Linked DNA regions of Anas platyrhynchos: region 1 is linked to region 2. The links are chromatin contacts, called in public Hi-C maps. All regions are on one chromosome and are shown on one strand. The core of a region is the stretch at or near the end of the contact, and the rest is flanking DNA. Distances in the headings are between cores, read along the strand shown.

Region 1 (5,501 bases), core at 841-3,340, 45 kb after region 2:
TTCAAAAGCAGCCGTTCCATGTAAAACCCTCGTGCTCTGATCACCCACAGACCCGACACAAAATACAAGTTAACGGATCCTTTTACTCTTTTCTATCCAAAACCCCAAACAAAATTCTCTTGCAACATGATGGCAACAACCTATTTAAATACTTCTTCAGTAACTCCCAACACTCTCAGCCTGTTTCAGAGGCAGGAAGAAAGGAAAAGTTACAATCCCTGCTTCAGGGAGAGCAAAACCTCCTGTGGAAGGCCATGCCACCTGTCTTGGCAAAGGCATCTCATCATCATCGTGTCAGCAGGACGTGCTCACCTCACCACCTCCATCCCTGGGCTTTGTGAGGTTAATGTCCCCGTCACCTCATAGCTTTATGCACTTGGGCCCAAATTAATCCCCACTAACTTTAGGCACCCAATTAAGCTATCCAATTTGGGAACACAGTGGAAATAGGCAAGCAATTTTAGGTGATTCATACTGTCTATGACTTGAAATGCCTTTGGGCACGCTGCATCTCCGCTCCGTTTTCTGTGAAGGGAGCATAGGCTCCTACCAGACTGGTCCCTTCACTTGGCCAAAAAGCGTTTTGATAAATGCTTTCTTTCTTTTTGTGGATTGTAGTTAAAGGTTTTATTACATGTCTTGTTTTGCCGTGACTAATGGCTAAATGTGTGCTCACATTTACATCCCAGAGAAGCCCTCACATGAAAGCAATGCCTTGTATCAGGACCGTGCATTTCCTGCCTTGCTCAGGACTAAGGAGATGTCTCCACCTTCCAGTTATTCTCAGCTGTGAAGCGGGGTGTTAAGGTGAAACACCACAGCTACGTGTGCAGGCATGTTATCGTTCTACAAGCGGCGTCCAGAGATGGAGCTCTGCCTAAGGAGCAGCAAACATAACCAAATACGAGGCGTACCAACGTATCATCACCCACTCATCAGCCCTGTGGGATGCCAGGGGGGATAATTGCAGCAGTGCGGTTTTATCGTATGGGCGACCTGAAACATTTTGAATTCCCTAATGGCAGCTCCCCGCGTTTATTTGTACATTGTAAGATCTTTTTCCACCAGAGGGCACCGAGCACATTCTTGCATCTGTTCCACGCACAGGTTTGCAGGCACTGTTGTTTAGAATATGCTGCCTCCCCGTGAGGGGTGGAGGACATTTCACACAGGTCAAACACCGAAAGCTCACAACGTGAAAGCGATACGGCGCTTTAGTAATAATTATTGAATACATAACTAAAATCATATATTCGAATTAAAACTGTGGGTTGCTAACCCCAACAACCCGAGCCCATGTCGCTGCTAGGACTAATGAAGCCTGCATTGCTGCCGGGGCATTTTGAAATCGAACGTGAGAGTTCTGGCACCCAAGAAGAAGCAAAACAGGACCTTTAAAGCATTTACACGAAGCGCACAGACTTGCAGCAGCAACATGGGCATTCTGCATTTGTGAGACCCTGAACAGTGCCTTCTGCTGCACGCGGGCTGGCACCTCATTTCTGCCTATCCTAAAACTTGTAGGGTCCAAAAGAAAACCGGGCGTAGCACCAATTGTCTCCAGTGCAGGTTCCCATTAAAGCACTTACACAGCCCTCCTGTAAGCGCTTTAATGAACCTAAACTCTTTGGGTACCTGGGACGAGCAGGGGTTGCAGCCCGAGACTTCCCCCCAGGTCACCTCCTTACTGGAGACAGAATACAATCAATTTTCTTTAAAAAAGAAAAAAAAATGTGTTTTCTGTTTGTCTGTTTTTTGTTTGTTTTTAGTGCCATAACTGTATTAAGGGCACGCAGGCAGCCCCAGCTGCAGGTAAAACCGCCCGGTGCGATGATCGCAAGACAGAATTCTCCTTCAGGCTGCTGTTGTGCCCCCTGCCCCCCCCCCCCCTCCCGCGGCGCCATGTCGTAACTGTCGCGACACGGCCTGGGGCTAGGAGAGCCCTCCCTCCGCCAGGCCCCCCTCCCGCGGCCTTAACAACACCGGGAGGAGTAGGAAAGGCACCGGGCACTGTCCCCGTGTGGAAAGGGGCCGGGGGTCGACCCCGAGCGGCGGAGGCCCCGCTCCGCTCACCTCGCCTGGCCGCCGCCATGTCGGCCGCCCGCCCCCGGCGGTCCTCCAGCGTCCCGGCAGCCCCCGCGCCGCGCGGCCCCGCCCCGCCCCTCGCTCTTCGGCTGCGATCGGAGCGTTCGGCCCGGTTCGGTCGCTTTCGGGCGGCTTCGGGCAGTGCCCGTTCGGGCGCCGCCGTTCGGGCCGGCGAAGGCGTTCGGAGGAGCGTTCGGAAGAGCTCGGCTTTCCTCGCCACCGCCTCCAGCCGCCTTCGGGCGAGATCGGAAAAGACTCGAGCGGGTTCGGGATTCTTCGACCCCGCGGGCCGGACCGCTCGGGGACTCGGCCCTGTTCGGGCGCGCTCGGGCGGGGAGGCCCGAGCTGTCAGGTATCGCTTCGGGCCGCGGCCTCGGCCGCGTCCCGCGCTGGGATTGGCCAGCCGGCAGGCAGCGCGGGCCCCGCGCCTCGGCAGCCATCGGACGAGGCCCGGCAGCGCTCGGCACGCTTCGGGCCCCCTCGGAAGCGCTCGGCCCGCCCGGGGGGGGGCGCGTTCGGCTCCGCTCGGCTCCTCTCGGCTCCGCTCGGCCGCCGAGCGCCCGAGCGGCCTCGGGGGCCCCCCCCCACCGCCCCGGGGCCCTCTCGGCGGGGGTCGGGGCCGCTCGGGCGGGCTGGGTCCCGCTCCCCCCCCCCCCCGTCCCCCAAACCCCTCCCGGGCCGCCCCGCATGGAGGACGCCGACTCGGCGGCCAAGCAGCTGGGCTTAGCGGAGGCGGCGGCAGCGGCGGCCGCAGTGGCGGCGGCGGCTGGGGAAGGAGCCGAACAGCAACATCAACAACAACAACAGCGGGGGCCGCCACAGCAACAGCAGCAGCCGCAGCCCGCGGCCTCGGAGGCGAAGGCGGAGCGGCGGCAGGAAGAGGCGGCGCGGGTGACGGCCGTGACGGTGATGGCGGCGGACGCCCAGCACCTCGAGATGGCGGCCGGGGCCCTGCCCAGCGCCGACGAGGCCGCCGCCTTCGCAGGTCAGGGCGGGCGGCAGCGCGCATGCGCAGCTCCCCTCACTCGCCCCCCTCCCACACGCGCACCGCCGGCGGCGCCTCAGTGAGTGGCGGGCGGGCGGCTGAGGCGGAGGGGTGCGCTGCTGCTCCGTCTCTCTCGCTGTGGTGTCCGCAGTTGTGTTGCTGAGGAGAGTTGATTACATTTATTGCCCCCAGTAACATGGTGAACATGTCCCAGGTTCACGCTAAAGCTGTGCTGACTCCCAGACTTGTAGAAAGTAGCACTGACTTCACTGTTTTCATCCCACAAAGTGAGGGGAGCGGGAGCCTCCCGTTGGTGTCTAAAATTATTTCGGCCCTATGTGCAAATCTCCCCCTTAAAAGTGCCCTGAAATATCCTGAATTTTGGAAGCATGCTCTGGTAACGCAGGTAGTATCAGATCTCACAGTGCTGGATTGTTACCTCCTTGTACACATGAGCTTCAGCATTGTTGGTTTTTCACTTTTACCCTGTGCAAGGTATGGAAGAATCCCTGGTTTTAGCTAGGCAGTCAAATGTAGTATATATCGTATATATCATATCCAAGTTACAGCCTAACATTTAACTGTTTTTGACTGGATAAGGTATACAGATAACAAGCAGCAGCCTAAAAATTAACATGTCGGAGGCATGGTCAGTTCTCCTTATTTTGATGCTTGCCAGTCATCTCTTTTAATAAAAAAACATCACTTTTTTTTTTTAGTAAAGAGGGAATATTCTTTTTCCACTTAGTGCATCACATGCTGATGGTACTGTTATGTTCTCAAGGAGGTTAAAGCATGCTGGTGTCCTAGTGGTTGTCTGGAGGTGTTCAAGGCCAGGCTGGATGGGGCTGTGAGCAACCTGGTCTGGTGGGAGGTGTTGGAACCAGATGGTCCTTATGGTTCCCTTCCAACCCAAACTATTCTACGTTCAACCTGAAGCTTAATAAAAAGCAGAGTGATTGGATTTATAATGACTTAAAGTTGTCATGAAAAATTAAACAGATGCTCAATATGGAAGAAGAAGGAAATGCAGTTATATCTTTTGATGTTGAACTGTTAATCGGGCTCCCGGGACACAGCAGAATTTATTTCTGGTTTATGTTTCAGAAGTCACCACAGTAACAGTAGCCAACGTTGGTGCCTCCGCAGACAATGTTTTCACCACATCTGTGGCAAATGCAGCTTCAATTTCAGGACATGTACTGGTGAGTCTGACCTTTGATTTGAGGGTCTTAGCGAAGTCCCACACGCTTTCTTAGTGTAAATGGAGAGCTCAGTTGTGTACAAGATCAAAAATGTGTTTTCATTGCTGTGTACAGACATTAAGGCTCAAAACCGTCCACTGATATACATACAGCTTTTTCCTTATCACTTGGAGAATTTTTCTTTACCTTTCTATCCACATACACCCATTCTGTAATGGAACAACCCAGAACATGTAAGCTTTGAATTTGCTTGGCCTAAAGCTCAAAAACTAACCTAGTTATTGCCATATTGTTAGTGTCTTAGGGTAACTTTGAGAAGATTTGTGGGAATACTAAAATACATTGGTATTTTAACTCTATGATTTAAAACTCTTTTATTTCCTCCATAGTCTGGGAGAACGGCCCTCCAAATTGGGGACAGCTTGAATACCGAAAAAGCCACTCTCATAGTCGTTCACACAGACGGCAGCATTGTGGAAACCACGGGGCTGAAGGGACCATCAGCACCTCTCACACCAGGTATAAGGCAATCTGTTTTTGAAGTGTCATTCTCCCAGAGGGGTTGCGTTTTAATTGTGTTGCTGGAAATAATAAAAAAAAAACAAACATCAGGCATATTATGAAGGGGACCGTTGATCCTCTCTTAACATAATGTTTCTTGTGTTTCTTGAGAGTAGAAGAAGAATATTTACTCTTTGGTTTTGGTCTCATAAATGTATTTCATTTTCTTATACATTGCCCTAATCTTTGCCAAGTAAGCTTCTGGAAAGAGCTCACCCTGCTGCTGGGCTATTGCATCCATCCCACCCCAAATTCAGATCGATCATTCTGATATTGATAATACAAATATCAGTGTCATAGTTCTGCACGTGGGTTCTTTTTAAAGGGTTCTTGCACATAGTTTTGTGTCCATTCACGCCTTTTGCTGATATTTAATTGTAATATAGATGGTGTCTTCATGGTTAAGGTTTCTGTTCGCAGCTGCCTTGTCAGTTTCCTTTCTGCCCACAAGATGGCATGGCAAACCTTTGGCAGGCAGTCACATTTTACAGTCTTGCCCTTTGGGAACTGTAAGATCCGGACAGCTGCAGGTTATGAGCTGAGCATTTAACACACCGTTAAGAGCTTGTTTCCTAACAAGCAGTTTGCTTTATTTTCTGCCATTTTCAGAATGTTACCTTCTGTGAGGAATTCTTGAGCTTGGCAGGGCAGACTCACAGCTCTAG
Region 2 (5,168 bases), core at 696-3,195:
AAAACATCTTCCTCACCAGCAGAGGACATCCTCTGATCTCTGGTTTGCTTAGAAAATGTAATTGTCATGTTATATGTTTTCACCCATCCTAAGCTGGAAATAGCTTGTGTTATAATATCCTGGCCTCTGCAGCAATAGTCACAACCAAGAGGATTTCATGGCACAGCAAACTCTGGGGCTGCTTGTGTTTTAAATAAATATATATTATTCTTAGTTTATTTGTGGTTTACTTCAAAGCTCTCTTTAATGCCTTCTCTGGGATTTTGGCTTCTCTATTTTTTTCCCTTTCCCTGTAAACATGGAACATGTGGTCTCATTTTACAAATTTCCTATTTAGAGAGACTGGCACCCAGAAAAAGAATATCCTCATAGAAACTCTGGTAATTTGAACTCAGTTTCTAAATTATCTATCTATCTATCTATCTATCCATCCATCCATCCATCCATCCATCCATCCATCTATCTCTCTCTCTCTTTTGGTGAAGTTTTGCCAGACCCAGATAAAACCTCCCAACATGTTTCTTTGGTTTATATTTTTAGCAGCATGCCACATTTTGATTGAAAAGCGCTCCCCAGAGACTTACAAGACGTACTGGTAATATGTACCCAGGGCTCGAGCAGCTCTCCCTGAGCCCAGCCACCATCAGCAGGGATGCAGTAAAATGGCTGTGGGATGGATTCCCATCACAACGAGAGGAGGACGAGTGGTGAGTGTGGGTGATGAAATCAAAAGAAGAGCAGAAGGGAGCGACACCAGGTCTGCTTTTGTGCTGTTTGAAGAATTGTCAGCAGCCTCTTTTTTTTTTTTTTTTTTTTTTAAGGTGCCTGAGTACATCTTATCGTGGCTGCTGTGGGAGGGACAGTGACAGGGGGACAGAAGGGCATACGGATACGGGAAAGCTGTCACGCTCAGTGCTGGCAGTGCCTCTGGCAGCCTTTGCATTCACTCCTGGCTGCATCCCAAGAAAGGTACTCTCTGTTCACTTTGCCCTAGGAAAGCACAGTCTCCTGGTTGCTCCTAAACCATGGAGTCATTTGCTTCAAGTCTACCAAGCCTGTCCTTTACATCTGCTCCAGAACCACCGGGAGCCACAGAGACTCCTGGAAGTGGGCAAGTGGCTGGGAAGTAATTAGGCCAACACTTAACGAGTGTTCTCCTTTAAATCCTGTATGTGGGGAAGCACCTGGGGGGAGTAATTGCAGTGAACAGAGCGTGCTGCTGTTACAAGAGCAAAAAACCCAAAAGCATCCATCAGGAGCTTCAGCTTAGTTCTGGGGGGCTCCTAGCATTCAATTCTCAACTGAATCACTTCTATTTAATCCACCTGCCAGCAGATCCTGTGCAAATGGAGGGGAAACTGGCCCAAATCTGCTACTCATCTTTCCTGGAGAGTTGACAGGAGTTAGAATAACTAATAGGCAAGTGCTTTCTTGGCACCGATAGCCAGGATTTCTACAAACAAGCCACACATCCTTCCTGAGGAGCGTGTGTGCCCCCACACGTAACATGCAGTTACATGCCTTGGTTTTCCTGCCTAGAACTAGATGTGATTTTGAGCCAGCTTACCCGTGAGTGCTCTTGTTTCAGCTTACTTCGATTCAGCCCACACCAAATGGGAATTTGGGGTTTCTTTGGCTTTCCTAAAATGAGAGTGCTGGCAGGAAGGACAGTTAAAAACTGGCTTTTAACTGTCAAGTATATTAGACCGCTGGTCTTCTGCAGCATTTTACTGCTCAGCACTGTCCCCCTGTGACTGCTCTGCTTCGGACAGACACAAGGGGTGGTGGAGCTGGGATCAGGCTCTGGGTCAAGCTCTTGCTTTGAGTTCCACCCCTTTAGCGCGAACCTTTTCCCCTGGCCTCTTTTGCATCTCTGTTATGTTTTTATTTCTGCTTGACTTCCATCGAAACAGAAGGGAGGATGAACACGTTTCAGAGCTCAGCTCTAGGGCTCTGCCAGCAGGTGTCTCTCCAGAACAAGCACTGGCCTGAAGGTTTCCTTTCTGTGGGATTTAACTTGGGATCTTCATTTTAGGTGAAACAAAAGTTGCCATCACAGAAGACCTTTTAAACTGAGCCCCTCGTGGTAGTTCTGCAAAGACACAGGGCTGAGCACTGGTAGCAAAACTGCCTGCAGATGCAGGAACATCTTAATCATACAAAGAGGGGCCCAGAGAGGATAGAAATGAAAAAGGATGCTGGTGCTTTTGTTTGAAGCCTGGCAAGGGTTGATAGCAACAGATTTCTAACCCTTTTTGTTTTCAAGCCTGAGAAGTGTCTCATCAGCTTGGCAGGACACCCGTGTACTTTGTACCTTCACAGAATCACACAGAACCACAGAATGGCTTGGATTGGAAGGGATCCTAAAGATCATCTCATTCCAACCCCCCTGGCCCAGGCAGGGACACCTCCCACCAGACCAGGCTGCTCCTAGCCCCATTCAACCCGGCCTTGAACACTTCCAGGGCTGGAGCACCCACAGCTCAGTGCTCAACCCGTAGCTCCCAGAGTGACCTTGAGGAAATGAATTAATATTTCAGCACGGCCAGTTCCCACCTTAGGCTCACATTGAAGGGTCGATGGCACTTTGTTTGCTGTTTTAATTGCAGTCTGCTCTACTTCAAATGTGGGGCAAGGTCTGGGACAGGGCACACGGCAACACACGTCCGCAGGGAGTTGTGTCTCATGTGGGTAACTTTTTTCTCTCAGTAACCTCAATTTCCTCACCAAGCATTTCTCATGCACATCGATGACACTAATGGAAATGAGAACACTGCATCTGTGTGGGATGGAGGCAAATTTGGACTTTAACACATCCCATCCGCTCCTTTTTAAAAGGGAGTGGAAAAAGACTGAAGCAGGCAGTCTGGAAACAAAGGATTTTTACTTTAGGGCAGGAAACATCTTCAGCTCTGAAAGGAAGGGTGCTGAGCAGTGTCAAGAGCTGCTGGATACTGGGGAGATGGGGTTTACAGAGGGAGCCCAGCCACAGGCCCCTTCAGCCTTTTCCAGCCCTGGTGAGGGCCCTGTAGCTCGGTGCCAGTGCTGGGGGCCTGGAGCTCCCTCTCCACCAGCCTCTGAGCCAAAGAGGGCCAAGGGGGAGGCAGAAAGGAGTTTCTGCCTGCTCCAGTTTGGGAGCAATCACTGCTATCAGCCAGGATTCTCGCATTAGGGGTCTGTGGCAAGGCTGTTGCCCAGTGCCAGGTGCTGCTGCAGAGCTGGAGCTGCACAAACCTGGCAGCAAGATATAAAATAAGGCATGGGTGGTGCGTGGTGGGGAAACGCAGAGGTTCCCACTCCCTCTGTTCATTCTCCCTGGAGGTATTGCCTTTAAGAGCCACACAACTCAAACAATGTGCCTCTATTTTGTCTCAGGATGCCATTCGAGTGACATCCCAGAAGCTGCCCAGGCAGAGGAAAGGGGTGTTTCTGCATATTCTCTTTCCTGTCCCTCCCTTTAAGATGTCTGCTTCTTCCTTCTCCTGAAAACCCTCCTTGTTGGCTTCTACCTGGCCCCTAAGCCCATGGGAACCTCTCCTTTCATGTTTCCTCCTGGTATCCTCAAAATAGAACTACACAGCCTGAGAACAGCTGGGCTTTCCTGGGCAGCAGAGATGCAAAACGCTGAAATCTCTTTTTCTAGTGCTCAGTTTTGATTTAAATGCAGGAAGAAGTAAGGATCTGGGCTGTAAATGACAAAATAGGCAATCTTAGGTCACATCTGCCTGAGATGTGGAAGCTTTAGGAAATGGTTAGGGTTTCATTGGTATATTTACTTCAAAGAAGTGTGATGAAACAATGTAAGCCTTTCTCTGGATTCATCATTATTTGCCTTAGCTTAAAGCTGGCTCTGGTCATGCTGGGCTGAAGCAAATATGCCACACAGGGTGATGCCTGCATGGAGACCTGTGGCTGTTTTAAGTTTTAAGCTAAGGCAACTCTGCAGATAATAGGAGATCCTTTATGTGAGCCGGGTGAACTCCCTTTGCCAGAAAAGACGTGAGAAAACAGGACACGTGTCCGAGTGGCTCCCACACTGCCCTTCTGCATAGCCTTGTCCTCCACCTCCTTAATTTTGTATGAATGAACACTGGTGCGTTAGCAGCAGTAGCAATTTCCTCCCAGTTTATCTGACACCTCTCATGCTAGAACACTTTGCATTTCTACAGCATCTTGCAATGGAGAAGACCCAAGCACGGTAACGTGACCCAATCCACACCGCATCCCCAGCAGGCAGGGAATTTGCATAATCCCCATGTGATGAGTTACAGGAATATAAAGATGGTTTTCCTCAGATCGGATGGCAGCTGCTGTCACAGCACAGACACCAGCGTGCACCTCTGCTTAAAGGAGTCACCTGCTGCTCTCTCCCTTTAGAGGCTGCTGTGGTGGAGGGCTACTGGGATGCAACACAGGCTGGATTGCAAAGGGCATGCGAGCTCCAGGGCCATGGCACAAGTACAGCAAACATCTGAAGGTGATAAAAGCTGGCGTGAGACCCACAGTGACCACTGCTGTACTTTTTCCCTGCTGTCTGCCAAGAGAGCTGAAGAGACGGGAAAACAATAGAGCTTTGTGCCTTGCTTTTGGTGTCTGGCAACAAAAAGTCCTCATAACGTGGGGATCATCATCAGGCCAGAGGTGGTGGGTATGACCCACTGCTGCAGCCTCAAAAACAATGACAAGTAATTCACAGTCACATCGTGCCGAGCCTAAACACTTGCTGTATGCCTGGCACAGGCACTCAGGAAAGTTTTGAATGACTCAAGCACGGATGCCACGTGGGATATTCACACATGCAGAACTGTATTTCTTCATTAAATTGCCTCGTCTCTTGCCTCGAGAGGTTTGGCCCCATGAGCCCTAGGACACCCCTTGCAGGAAAAAAAGCAAAAATGATTCTGTAACTGAATTCAGCTCAGTCCCTTCCTAAGCAGCTAGCTTTCATCTGGACTCGTACCCAGAGTTGTGGGAAAAACTGCAAAGCCATTCTCTGAAGAATGTTATCTGTCACCAATATCTCGCAGAAAAACAGCACTGCGGAAATGATGTTTCCCACTGGCACCAGTGGCCACATGAAGAAATGGAAAAAGCTGAGACCGCTGCAGAGGTAACAAGGTGGATTTTGCCAGCTCAGAATGGACTCAAAACTGGGTGCTGTGCTGAAA

The links. Hi-C and Micro-C count contacts between places; a contact is called where the count stands out from the background.
Region 1: a Hi-C map of subcutaneous adipose tissue shows a contact between it and region 2, with 1.9 times the contacts expected there. The contact joins the promoter of DEAF1 here to the enhancer-like site in region 2. A contact is called at or near these places in 3 of 8 Hi-C or Micro-C datasets (F5 follicle, skeletal muscle and subcutaneous adipose tissue).

What each region holds. Positions count from the first base shown.
Region 1 is chr5:30,820,791-30,826,291 of IASCAAS_PekinDuck_T2T, forward strand. DEAF1 (DEAF1 transcription factor) reads left to right here and starts at 2,091. Exons shown (of 13, transcript XM_072038642.1): 1 at 2,091-2,437; 2 at 4,178-4,275; 3 at 4,665-4,793. The coding sequence starts at 2,091. TMEM80 (transmembrane protein 80) reads right to left here and starts at 2,189. Exons shown (of 5, transcript XM_027458104.3): 1 at 2,074-2,189. The coding sequence starts at 2,092.
Region 2 is chr5:30,776,351-30,781,518 of IASCAAS_PekinDuck_T2T, forward strand. All of the region lies in intron 2 of EPS8L2 (EPS8 signaling adaptor L2), which reads right to left. It overlaps LOC119717031 (a long non-coding RNA gene), which reads left to right. Exons shown (of 3, transcript XR_005265980.2): 3 at 1-5,168. Among named protein-coding and RNA genes, the nearest start is that of EPS8L2, 32 kb to the right of the region's middle. Within about 2 kb of position 1,946, at least 2 of the 8 cell types and tissues checked have an H3K27ac peak or open chromatin away from gene starts, as enhancers often do. A contact at or near this core is called in subcutaneous adipose tissue, where this site is marked.